Linked DNA regions of Gossypium hirsutum: region 2 is linked to region 1. Evidence: chromatin contacts called from public Hi-C data. All regions are on one chromosome and are shown on one strand. The core of a region is the stretch at or near the end of the contact, and the rest is flanking DNA. Distances in the headings are between cores, read along the strand shown.

The links. Hi-C and Micro-C count contacts between places; a contact is called where the count stands out from the background.
Region 2: a contact with region 1 is called in a Hi-C map of leaf, with 2.9 times the contacts expected there. The contact joins the promoter of LOC107924644 here to the promoter of LOC121209779 in region 1. A contact is called at or near these places in 3 of 34 Hi-C or Micro-C datasets (callus, hypocotyl and leaf).

Annotation. Positions count from the first base shown.
Region 1 is chrA11:16,699,157-16,706,237 of Gossypium_hirsutum_v2.1, reverse strand. LOC121209779 reads right to left here and starts at 1,930. Exons shown (of 3, transcript XM_041081222.1): 1 at 1,200-1,930; 2 at 1,030-1,108; 3 at 1-942. The coding sequence starts at 1,747. The coding sequence ends at 223.
Region 2 is chrA11:16,924,717-16,931,476 of Gossypium_hirsutum_v2.1, reverse strand. LOC107924644 (pentatricopeptide repeat-containing protein At5g48730, chloroplastic) reads left to right here and starts at 2,018. Exons shown (of 4, transcript XM_016855180.2): 1 at 2,018-2,631; 2 at 2,849-3,255; 3 at 3,389-4,120; 4 at 4,542-4,833. The coding sequence starts at 2,212. The coding sequence ends at 4,548. It overlaps LOC107922906 (a long non-coding RNA gene), which reads left to right. Exons shown (of 4, transcript XR_001691459.2): 4 at 7-988.

The sequences.
Region 1 (7,081 bases), core at 681-3,180:
GGCTGAACTTCCCATTCAATTGGAACCCAATCCGAGCTCACATTTGAACTTTGCTCGTCTGTGAGAATAAGCATTGGGGCCATAGTGTTAGACGTGAAGACCAACTTTTATGTTGCATTAGCTAAAGAAATTATGAGTTATTGGCTCAAACCAGCAGGGGCAAAGTCTTGAGTATTGTCTTCAAAGTCTCGAGATGTAGTACCCGGTAGTGCTAAACTTGATTCAGGCCCCGTTTGAAATAGGTTCACAATATATTGAATAGTTGATATGACAGTTCCATATAGAAGATGAAGAGAAATTTCTTAACTGACCATCATCAATGAAAGTTATCTGATCATTGGCAATTGCTGAATTGAGATCTGCAAATGATGTAAGACCTTGTTCTGATGGTTGTCCTTCTATCAATCCTTGTATCGGATGTGGTTTGGGAAGTGAACTGAAAGGATGATCTGGTGAAGCGAAATCAAAATCCAAATTGTAGTCGAAATCGGAGTAGTAATCATAGGCGGAGGGTTCAGTAATCCAGAGCCGATTGTTATTTGCTATTGCTGAACCCAAATTTGAAGATGATGGTTCTCCCCCTATCACCCCTGGCATTGGACATGGTCTGGAAGATGAACTATACAGATGGCATGTCAAACCGAAGTCGAAACCAGCCTGCAAGCTAGTCGACTGCCTATTGGTATTCACTGATGCTGGATTTCTATATGGAGCTGTTGCTTGTATTCGTTGTGATGATGGTTGTCCTTCTAGTAACCCTTGCATTAGATGTCCTCTTGCAAATGAAGTTGAAGAAGTTTGTAAATACTCACCAGGAGGGGAATCAAAGAACCAGGATTCTAAGTCATACAACCATTTCATATACATTTTATATACGACCCCAGCACTTAAATTTGCAGCAAGTGCAGCGCACAATTCTTGCATTTTTCGTTCCCGAACAACCTGCAATATTGCACATTGCAATAAAAGTCATTTAAACAGCTGAAAGAACCAAGAGCTGCTTGCAGTTCTAAAATTGTTTCATCTTACCTTACGTATGCCACCTCGACAAGTAACTTGGACGAAAATCGGATGCAAGTTGAGTTCCTTTCCCTGGAATATAGGAACTCTGCGATTTGCACAGAGAAAAAAAATCTTAAAATCAAGAACATATTTAAATAATAACAATAGGGTGAAATAAGAAACAGAAAAAGGCTTACGGGAGAGGTTTGTTTTTTATAATAGATACAAGGTCCAGCATGATACGGAAGAAACGTGGATCTTTCAGTGCAAGTTTATATTGATCATAAATACTGTATACCGGTAAATCTGTGCTGTAGGGATGATTCATTATTTCAAGAAATTGGCTTCGGAAGATAGTTGAAGAGAGAGGTGGCAAAACCTCTGGTTGTGGATTTTGGGAAACTGAAGATTTGATTGAAGCCAAAAAGCAGTGATTGCAGGAAGGGCATAGAAAATCAGTGTTGATGCAAATCATAGGAGAGTCCATCTCCTTCTTGCATATAGTGCAAGCAGTCTTAAATGACAGTCGGTTTGCCAAAGAGGGGGCACCAAGAAAGGTTGTTCCATAACGATAATTCTTACTCCAAGAATTGGACGTACTGTTATAATCTGTTGGTAGAGTAGACGTTGAAAAGTAAGATGCTTCAGGTTGCTTCCTTTTGCGTGGGCGACCTCGACATCGACCTCGACCTTGGCCTCGGACTCTGATTCGTTTATCATCTTCACCTTGATCATTGTCAGCCATTGGTCCTTGTAATCTTATGTCCAATAAACCAAGCAAATAAGAAAAACCCAGAAACTATTGCTTATTCAAGAAACTTAGTTGATTTAGAACTAGAGAAGGAAAAAGATCAAACAAAGAACATCGGGAATCGCCAGGAGAAACGTGAGGAGTCTCTTAATTCTCTTGATTTCTAAGCGACCAGCAAAGCTGAAAGAGAAACTTCCCTATTTATATTAGAAACAAGGAAAGGAATCCACCCAGATGAAGAACTGCTGACAAGCTAGGAAACAGGCCTATACACGAGTTTATTGAGAACAAATGGACGACTTGAAGAGAGTCCAATTGGGCTTTTTACTCTTGATTTTGTTAAGACTTATTTATTGTCGCACTATTCCGTCAAGACTTAATTTCTCGCACATACGATTACAAATGGTTTCCCATTAAAATATATAGCACGCACAAAAAAAAAAACCTAATATTAACGGCATATGTAGTGTACTAGAATTAAATAGGGCTGTCATAAAATAAAATTATAATGAAAAAAATTTTACATTATTTTGATTTGCTATAATGAAATAAAATTATAATTATTATTTGATTGAATGAAATGATATTATAATAACATAAGAAAAAAACTAAAAAGATAAGATTACTCTTAGCAGAATTTTTTTAGATAGATATTATTATTATTATTATTAAATGAAATTTAATAAAAATAATATATTCATATTATAATATAATGATTATTAAATATAATTTAATAAAAATAATCATTAATAATTTAATAACATTCTTAATATAATTATTATTAAAATACGAATTAATAAAAATAAAATATATAATATTAAAAAAATAATATATAGCTTACTTTATTATTTTTAAATTGTATATTTAATGCGCTAGAATATCATTAGTAAAACCAATAATTTAATTATCTTCTAAATTAAAAAACAAAATATTATAAGTAATAAATAGCTTAAGAATTATATTTTACATTGAAATATAATGTTCATACATTAATAAAAAATTACATGATGCCATTAGCTTGTATTAAATATGGAAATGTTTCGTATTAAGGTCTTATTTAATATTGCTATTGGTATAATTCTTTAGATTAAAAGATGCATATCACCATAAACAAAATGCTATGTTGATTAAAATTTTACAAATGCATCTTCAAAGCATGTAATATGTGATTCCTAATTAAGTTATTTCGACAATCGTCTTAATTGTTGAAGTTGAATTGTTGTTCTGCCAATACGAGTATATCGAACTTAACCAATATAGATCAGAAGACTAAATCCTTAATAGTAGCATTAAAGTTGTTTGTTGCATTTTTAAGTTGAATTGGGCAAAACAGCCTTTTTGAGGTTCCTATATAAGAATATATTAAATTACTACAATTATCAAACATAATAATATTCAATACCAATAAAACTATAGGCCTTTTAAGGACATCTTAGTCTATCATAAACCTATATTTTTACAGGCTTTCAAGACATGTTTGCATAAGTAAAAAGCCTGCTTTTTTTTAAAGCTCATGATTAGAATGTTTTGATAAATATACCATAGATTTTTTTTTCTTTTGTGACTTTAGTGGCATCTCTACACTCACATCCACTTCATTAAAAGCGCTGTAAAATTGACAAATTCAAAACTAAAGATCATTCAACAGTCCAGCAATTACATACTTAGGATCCGTCAATAAAATATTTTTCAGAAAATAATTTTTAGAAAATAATTTACTTTTTTAGAAATAATTTACTTTTTGGATATTTGGATGAATCTGTGTAAAATATTTTTTATTATTTGGCAGATTTCCTGAAAATATTTCATAAAAATTGTTTTAAATGAAACAAATATATATTTAAGAATTTATTATCTTTTCTTTGTTTAATTGAATTTATTATATATATTAATAAATTTATATTTTAATTTATTTTTACATATATTGTAATGATTTATTTATAAATAAATCAAATCAAATCAAATATATAATAATACTTAATTATTAAGCTAGAATATTAACGTCATAAATTGAAAACAACCAAAGCAAATAAATTATTTCTAATTGTGCTATAAAAAAATAAAAAACAAAGATTGAATAATTATAAATTATCTTCTAAATCACAATTAATACTAGAAATTAATAATATTATTGAAATGCATAAATAGTAGTACACCACATTATAATAACAACACTGTCCAAGTGCATTAGTGTTAATGCTTAGAAATTACAGTAGTAGCTGGGAACAAAGACCATGAAATTAGTATAATTAATATATTTGTTCCATATTTTCTGAAATGACTTAAAAGTTTTTTGTCTCACTGTGAAAGGAGAAATTACATCATAGCACACTTGTTCACACTAGCCATCCCTTTAGGATGTTCACTATCATTTCCTCTTAATTCAGTGTATATATGGGACATATATTAATTGCCAAATGAATCAACAAACTCATTACACTTACTAACATTGACATTCAAGAAATCTGCTGTAATCAAATTAAAATAGAGTAAAATAAAATTTAAAAAAGACAAAAGGTAATTTAACAAACAGACTAAACAAAAAACATTGATTTCAGCAGATGTGAACCTTGCTCACACCTCGTTTTGCAGTTAGCCAAAATCTTTAACAGCTCGCAATTCGGGTTGAGTTTGCATCTTTGATGAGCTCGCAACTTTGAATAAGCTCATAACTGCGGATGAAGTTACAAAATTGAATGAGTTCGTAAGTACACGATCTGATTTCGTCATTTTATGAATGGCCACTTCATAATATTGATATTTCAGAAATCTAATGGTGAATATAGAATCAAATTAAAATAGATAATGCATATCATGTTAACGCATAATTAAAAAAGTAAAATAAAACATAAATGAAAAAATAATATTCTATAATTGAAATAATATAATAAATGAACAGCTGGAAGGAAAGGTCTTTTCTGAATAAGTAAAATAAGTTTTTTTAAAGACTCGAGAAAGACCACATGAAATTGGAGAATATAAATATAGGCCAATGAATCAACTTTCGCATAGCATCTCTAAAGCCTACAACTCTTTAACTTATAGCAAATTTCCAATTCTGTTTTCCTTAAACATTGCCTCCTTTCATAGCTTGTTCCTTACTAGATTCTAAAAATGGGAAAGTTTATATGGTTATGTCAAATTCATAGTCTCCTCTTTGTGTTGTTCTTTCTTTATGTACTTGATTGTTCTCTGAGTTTGTCTTCCTTATCTCTTAATCAAACTCCTTCATGTATACCAGAGGACACTTCAGCCTTGCTCCAATTCAAGAACAATATGTCCAATTCAAGAAAATTTTTGAAGATTTAAACTAGAACTAGATCCAATATAAATACTAAAATGCACATCAATGACCAGATATGGCTAAGAAGTTATAAATGCAACAATATCATGTGTGAGACTGGTAATATATTATACAAGTCGAAAAACATAAAATGGACAAGATAAAATGTACTTTAATCGAAATAAAATAAAGAAAAGGAACTCTTTCCTCTATTTTTCCTTAGACTTACATCCAGATGCAAGGTATCCAATGTAACACCCCTCACCCGTATCCAATGCCGGAACAGGGTTCAAGGTGCTACCTGAATTAAACAATAATAAACGAACAAAACCGAGTCATAAATCTATATTTCAATTTAACATTTGTCAAATTTCATCTTTAAGTCCCTAATATGGACCTACGAGGCCCAAAATATGCTTAGGAAGTGAATTGGGACTAAACCGAGAACTTCGAAAACTTTTCCTTGAAAATAGGGGCACACGCCCGTGTGGCCTGGGACATGCACGTGTGGCCTGCCCGTGGGGCTTCCCCATGGCCTTGGGGTCAGCCCGTGGGCAAATCTGACTTGCTCACACGACCGTGGGACTAGCCTGTGGGCAATACTGACTTCGCCACACAGCCTAGGCACACGCCCATGTGACTTGGCCGTGTGAAAATCTTACTTTTCACCATTTTTAAGCTATTTTCACATATCAAACACACATAGTTCATGCCCAAAACATTGGCTTATAAATCTTGATCAAATAACATTCATTTATCCAATTTCCTGTACTTAATCACAATTATACACTAATAGAACCCAACCAATCAATTATTTCAATCCAAAATATGTATATTTCATTTTCAAACACAAAACATCACATTCAACATACTTTACATATTTAATCATTCACACAATTACATTATCAAATCAACTCCTATACATGCCATATAAATCAAAAAGTTGTTTAACAAAATCTACCAGAGTAAATCTGAAGAGTGTGACCCTTGATGTAGATCCGATCCTCCATATGTATATAAGTCAATCTACAAAACAAATAACATACACAAGTAAGCTTATAGAAGCTTAGTAAGCTCATAGGCATTGTAACGCCCCCGTACCCGAGAACATCACTAGAGTCGAGTACGAGGTGTTAACGAACTTAATTCATTAATTAAGCAGCTCAAATAATTTATTTTTAAAATTTCCAGACAAGCTGGCCAACTGCATCACAGTCACTTAAAAATTCATATTTCGAGTTCCGAAACTCAAAATTAAGATCCATAAATTTTCCCTGAAACTAGACCCATATATCTATCTAATAATTTTTTTTAGAATTTTTGGTCAAGCCAATTAGTATAGTTTATTAGTTAAAGTCTCCCCTGTTTCAGGGTTCGACTACTCTGACCCCTGTGTATTACGAACCACTATTCTCTTTGTACAGAACTCAAAAGACTATGCTGTTTGTTTCTATTAAAACCAAACTCAATAAGGAATCTGTACATATAAAGAATGACCTCTAATTGTTTTTGTATAATTTTTGGTGAATTTTTAAATTCAGAACAAGGGATTCAGAGACCACTATGACCCTGTTCCACCAAAACTTAAATATCTCACAAAATATAACTCATTTACCTGTTTTGTTCCATCCATATGAAAATAGACTCATTAGACTTCAATTTCACAACTTATTCATCATTTAATTCCAGTTCTTACTATTTTTAGTGATTTTTTAAATTCACGTCACTACTGCTGTCTGATTCTGATTTGTGACCAATTTTACCTTTCCAAGGATTTTCATGGTTCAGTTAAGACATAAAGCATACATGTTATCATATATAAACTTGATTAGCCATTCCAATAGCTAATCATTTACAAACCCTTTTCTTACTAAACCATAACCATATCATATGATCATTTACACAAAGTGAGTATAGTGCTATACATGCCACATTCAAAATATACAAGCCATTTTACCAATTTAGGTCTTTGGATAGTGTGAACGAGCCTTCGACCTATCCCAATTCTCAAGCCGACTTGTCAAAACTACAATGAAGGAAAATGA
Region 2 (6,760 bases), core at 769-3,268, 230 kb before region 1:
ATGTAGAATGGATAAGGGTAACAAAGAAGGGACCTCCAAGCAATTCAGGTGGACAAAACTGATGGAACATCTTTTTCTTGAAATTCTAGCTGAGGAGGCCCAGAAAGGAAATAAGCCTTTTAATACTTTCAAAGCAGTTTCTATTAATCGAGTTGCCGAAGCTATTTCTGAAAGATTTCAAGTCCAATGTGATGTGAAGCATGTGGAAAATCATTTGAGGATTGTAAAAAACCAGTGGCAGATTATATGCACAATCCGGGGTGAAAGTGGTTTTGGATGGGATAATAACATGAAAATGATCATATGTGATAGAGCGACATATGATGCAGCAGTGATGGTAATATATGTTTATATATGTTAAGTATATTTCAATTGTTTTTTACTTGTTATTTTAATTGTGTATAATATCCAACATGTGGCACACAAGAAGTATGAACCATTTTTGAATAAAATCATTGATCATTACGATGAAATGACTTTGGTTGTTGGCAAAGATATGGCAACAGGGAGATTTGCCCGAACATTTGCTGATATAGATTTGGATGATAGTAACCAAGATTTAGTGCCTATAGACTGCAACAATGAAGAGACTGAAGAGGTAAGAACAAAAGTATCTTCATCTGGTACATCCAAATGTACAAGAAAAAATGCTCAAGAAAGTGCCGTTGATGATCAAATTAAATTTGTGGGTGAACAACTTGGCAAAATTGCTAATGCTTTGGAACAATTTACTGCGGGTAAGACACCACATCTTTACGAAGAAGTGATGTCGATGGAGGTAGAAGGATTTGATGATGACTTCATGTGTTCTGTGTTTGATTATCTAGTGAGTCATGAATCCGAGGCCAAAGTTTTTTTTAGGTAAAAGTAAGAAGCATAGAAAAATTTGGCTTCAAAAAATTTCTCAAGGTTGAAAATATTGATACTTTTAATGTGGTGTAAATTAGTTATGCACTTGGACAATGTTGTTGTTATTATGTGGTGCACTACTAATTATGTATTTGGATAATATTATTAATTTTTAGTATAAATTATAGTTTGGAAGCTAATTTATAATTATTCAATCCTTGTTTTTTATTTTTTATAACATAATTATAAATAATTTATTTGACTTTGGTTGTTTTCAATTTATGACGATTAATATTCTAGCTTAATAATTGAGTATTATTATATATTTAATTTGATTTATTTATTTATAAATAAATCATTGCAAAATATGTAAAAACAATTTAAAATATAAATTTATTAATATATATAAATTTATTAATATATGTAAAAACAGCTTTTTCGAAAAATATTTTCAAGAAATCTGCCAAACAACGAAAAATATTTTACACAGATTCATCCAAACACCAGAAAAGTAAATCATTTCCAAAAAAGTAAATTATTTTCCAGAAATTATTTTTCGAAAAACGTTTTACTGGCAAACAAACGGAGCTTAACATGCTTTTGATATAAGGCGGAAGTTTTGTCACAATTTTGCAAAGAACAGTGGACAAGCTGGTAAGATTAATACTCCCAAATCCTTAGTAAATAGTAAACTTGACCATGAGTGAGGTTAGTGCTCACCCAAAAAATAAGATAATTTGAGCAAAAATATAGGCTAAGAAAAAGGGTTTGAACAAAAAAAGAGAAAACCTATTTAGAAAATAGGCCATGCTTCGAATAAACTTTCATTAGTCTGAGCCGAGCCCAGCCCAGATATCTTTCACGAAAGTATCAATACCGTTTTAAGACTCAATGTTTTAAAAATTAAAGAAATATTTCTTGAGTATCAATATCCTCCTCATTGTATCGATACCTCGTAGCAAGTATTAATACTATAAGCTTTAATACAAGTCGGGTCGGTTTGAAATCGAGTTTAACATATATAATTTGGGTTGAGCTTGGAAAAAAATTAGACCTATTTTTTGAGATGAGTTCAAATCTATTAATCGAGCCTAAAATTTTATTAAAGCTCAACTCAAACCCGACTAGATAGATAGAAAACTATTGTAAAGATATAGGTATATATAATTAAATAGTTTGAATACAGATTTAAAGGTCTAACACTACTTGTAAAGCGGGGATTTCGACAACACTTAATATTAGGGGAAACCCAAACAATCCAAAATAGAATACAATAACCAAAGCCCAACAGTGAAAATATCTGAAAATTTACCTTACCAACTCCACTTATATTTCTGGTGCTCAATTTCTCTGCAAATCTAAATGGCCTCTCTCTGCAGTCACCCCCACACATTTCTACCCGCTGTCAATCGGCCACCGTCGCCTAGCCTTAAGCCCCTCCGGGTTTCGCCCGTATCCGCTTCCAAATCCGAAACATCTGCTCCAAACGAAGACGAAGAAGAGGAAACGAGGAGCTTAACGGTGAGTGAGAGAGGAAGAGAAAAGGGAAGACTTGTAATTGCCGAGGAATTGAAGCAGAGAGAGACGAGAGGGAGGAGAGAAGAAGTGAACAGGAAGATAGCTTCAAGGAAGGCTATTTCCGTCATTATGCGAAGAGAGGCCACCAAGGCTTTTATCGAAAAAAAGAGAGGACCCAACAATTCCAAGAAGTTGCTTCCGAGGACTGTTCTTGAAGCCCTTCACGAGAGAATCACTGCTTTGCGTTGGGAATCTGCTCTTAAGGTCTGGTTGAAATCTTGAGTTTTCCTTTTGCTTTTCAAATTTTGCTTAACCACTTCTGTAAACAAGTTAAAGTGGAAGAGATACTGAAATTTTTATCTTAAAAATCTAACAGTGCTCTCTATTCCTTTTCATTGTTGCTTTGAGAAACAAGTTTAGCTTCCTATATCACGCACATATTCTAATGATAATACCAAGGTCATCACATTTCTTTTTTCAGGTTTTTGAGTTACTACGGGAGCAGCTTTGGTATAGACCCAACGCTGCTATATACATCAAGCTTATTGTTTTGCTTGGGAAATGCAAGCAGCCTGATAAAGCCTATGAGCTCTTTCAGGCTATGAGCGATGAAGGTTGTGTTATGAACCATGAAGCCTACACTGCTCTCTTGTCTGCCTACAGTCGTAGCGGTCTCTTTGATAAAGCATTTTCCCTTTTAGAGGAGATGAAAGACACTCCTATTTGTCACCCTGATGTGCAGACCTACTCCATCCTCATCAAATCATGCCTGCAGGTTTTTGCCTTTGATAAAGTACGCGCCTTGCTTTCCGACATGGCAAGTCGGGGAATCAGGCCCAACACAGTTACATACAACACCCTTATCGATGCCTACGGCAAAGCAAAAATGTATCTTGTTAATCCTTCTCTATGATTTCAGGAATATGCTCTGTCTGGCTGCCAAATTATATGCACTATAGTCTATAACAAAATTTCAAGTCCACTTACACGAAAGTAACTCATTCTTTTGGTTTACTGAAAGGTTTCAAGAGATGGAAATGACACTCGTGGAGATGCTTAGAGGGAAGGATTGTGAACCAGATGTTTGGACCATGAACTCCACAATTAGAGCCTTTGGCAGCAGTGGGCAAATTGAAACCATGGAGAAGTGTTACGAGAAGTTTCAGAGTGCTGGTATCCAGCCCAATATTAAGACATTCAACATTCTGCTAGATTCTTATGGAAAAACTGGAAACTACGAGAAGATGAGTGCTGTAATGGAATATATGCAAAAATACCATTACTCGTGGACGATTGTTACCTACAATGTAGTGATAGATGCCTTTGGAAGGGCTGGTGATTTGAAACAGGTGGAGTATTTGTTTAGGCTAATGCGGTCAGAAAGAATCAAGCCTAGTTGTGTCACACTTTGCTCTCTTGTAAGGGCTTATGGTCAAGCTGGGAAAGCTGAAAAAATCGCTGGTGTTTTGCGGATCATTGAGAATTCGGATGTAACATTGGACATTGTGTTCTTCAACTGTCTAGTGGATGCTTACGGTAGGATGGGATGCTTTGCAGAGATGAAGGGGGTGCTTGAAATGATGAAGCAAAAAGGATATAAACCTGATAAGATCACATATAGAACCATGATTAAGGCTTACTCTATCAGTGGTATGACTAGCCATGCAAAGGAGCTTCGCAATCTTGTTGAGTCAGCGGCAGGGTCATCTTTGGGGATGCCAAAGCCTGATTTCCGACAACCAGAATATTACAGGTCATATTACTGAGATCTAATGTATATTTTCATTTTTTTTCCCCTTATGTTGTAAATGTACATCAGCAGCATGAGTAAAATGAAATACAGATCACCACTTCTGTATAATTTTGCATCATTTAATTCTGCTTTGTAATTTAATAGCTCTATGGGTGCTGTTATTGTTGAGAAAATTAAACATTCATTGAACCAGAGGTGACATCCTTCAATTTAAATCCCAACATCTCAACATCCGAACTCTTTTCTTTTCTTTTTTTATCCCAACTCCATGACGTTCCTTTTGTTAGAAAAAAGAAACCCTTTCAACTTTAAAGTTCCCTCCTATGGCAAACCGTTGAATGCAGTATGGAAACAGTTGGTTAATATCTATACTCTTTCAACTTTATGTACTATTCTTGATTGTTACTCTTCATCGGTGAAGGTTGTAATCTCACTCTGCTTTGCTAACTCTGCCTTTTGCTTTTCGAACTCGGAGAGGAACTACTTGGCTGCTGTTCATCCCTGATGCTGATGATATTACTTGATGGAGCCACTTTCTCATTGTTGCCATCCTGCTTTCGGTTGATCCTGCCATCGTTGGCTGATTATGAGATGGATCTTCATAAAGGTGGCCAGAAGCAACTTTTGTCATAGTAAAAGACATACATAGTGAAATTCAACATTCTATGATTAATGTAAAACAAAAGTAGTAATTGTGATTTAGAAATTCCTAACGAGTTGGTTTCCACTTCTATATATTGTTTGGCCATACCAATGTCTGGGGTGCTCCCATGGATGGCTCTGGAAAAGATATCGGGACCTCAATCATTTGTTGCAAAGGCTGAACTCCCCTTTCTCTTGGATCCCAATCCGAGCTCGGATATGAAGTTAGCTCTTTTGTGAGAGTTAAATATCGGTGCTATGGGGTTAGACTTGGGGATCAACTGTGCTATGAGGTTAGACTTGGGGATCAACTTTTTATTAGAATTTTTTTTTGTTTGAAAACGATTTTTTTGTACTAACTGAAAATAAAAATTTTGAAAATTGAGTTGATTTATTTTGAAAATTGAGTTGATTTGTGATATTTATAGCAATAAACCATTTATTGAAATTTTACCTGTATTTTTTGCTAGATAGATCCTTTATCGTTCCTGGCTTTCAATCGAATGTCCTTCTCTATTATTCTTATACCACAAGTTGCTTCGAGTGTGGGCTCGAACGATTCGAATCAAACACAAAAGTAGAAATAATTTTCTTTACTTCTATGAAAATGAAAAACTCTTATCAATAAAAATCGACATAATTGTTATTCCAAAAAATATATTTAATACTCAAAGAATACATTCTCACTATTTTCGGGCAGAGTAACAATATATTAAAGTTGTGTATTTTTTCATCTATTTATAGGGAGAAGAAGTAAAATCTTGTTGAATTGTAGAAGTCTATTTCAAATAGAAAAACAAACGCCTAGTCTAACTAGAGGTATAGGGGGCAACAACCCTGGTTAAACATACTAGGATTTGTCGTCACTCTTTTAAACATGAAGGGTTTTTGGGCTTCTCACATATCGGGTTTAATTACAAGTAATTCTTGAACTTTTAGCTCAGTACTTTATAATTTGATTTAACTCAATATTTGTTTTTCTATTTCCCAAAATAAACATTTTACCTATTAAATAATTTTCTCAATTCAATTCTAATTTCGTTAAAATCATAACAACTTTATCGTGAAAGAATCTATGAGAAAATATATTTAATATTTTTACATTTAACGAATTTACTATGATCAAATGATTTATTTTTATTTTTGAACTTTATTTAATTCGAAAAATATAAATTCATTTCCAGGTTATTTTCATTTTCATTTTGGAGAAAACTACATTCATTTTCAAATGATTTCATTTCTCCATTTTCATTTTTATTTTGGAGAAAATCACATTCATTTTCAAATGTTTCTCATTTATCCATTTTCACAATTTCTATCCATTTTTGTTCATTTCATTTAACATGCAATTCATTTCTGGTTTTAATGAGCTAGTGAAGGGACCGATTGGATATATGCGATTAGGGCTCAAATGGTTTATAATTAAGTTTAAGCTTTTCGCCTATTAATTATAAACTCATTTAGTCACGAAGTTATTCCACTATAGTATTGCGATTGAGCTCTCCCCAACGACATACCATTACGAAAGTAACTCGATCAATACTCATCCAATGGCCTTGTTATAAGTGTGTTACCCTCATAGGATACCTTCATCTCTTTGGGATAAATCCATTCTCCCAATATGATCCAATTTTATCTCATGGTAACCATTACATCTTCCTTTATGAAAAGTCAATTACTATTAAATAGTAATCAAATCATTCATCACAAAAGACGAATGACTCGTGACCACATTTACTTTTCATCAATCATGTAATGCTAATGAGAGAATATAATTTACCCATGTCTCGGGATATATGTAACACCTTATACCCGATCCAATCACTGAGTTCGGGTACATGATGATACAATGACCCAAAAAACTTAATGTTATTTATAATTCTACATTCATTGCATACTTGAACAACTTAAAATTCAAAACCAAACTATTAAGATTCGTACAGAAATGACAATAATTCTTACAACTTTGATTCCCATATCTATTTAAAAGTTTCAAAA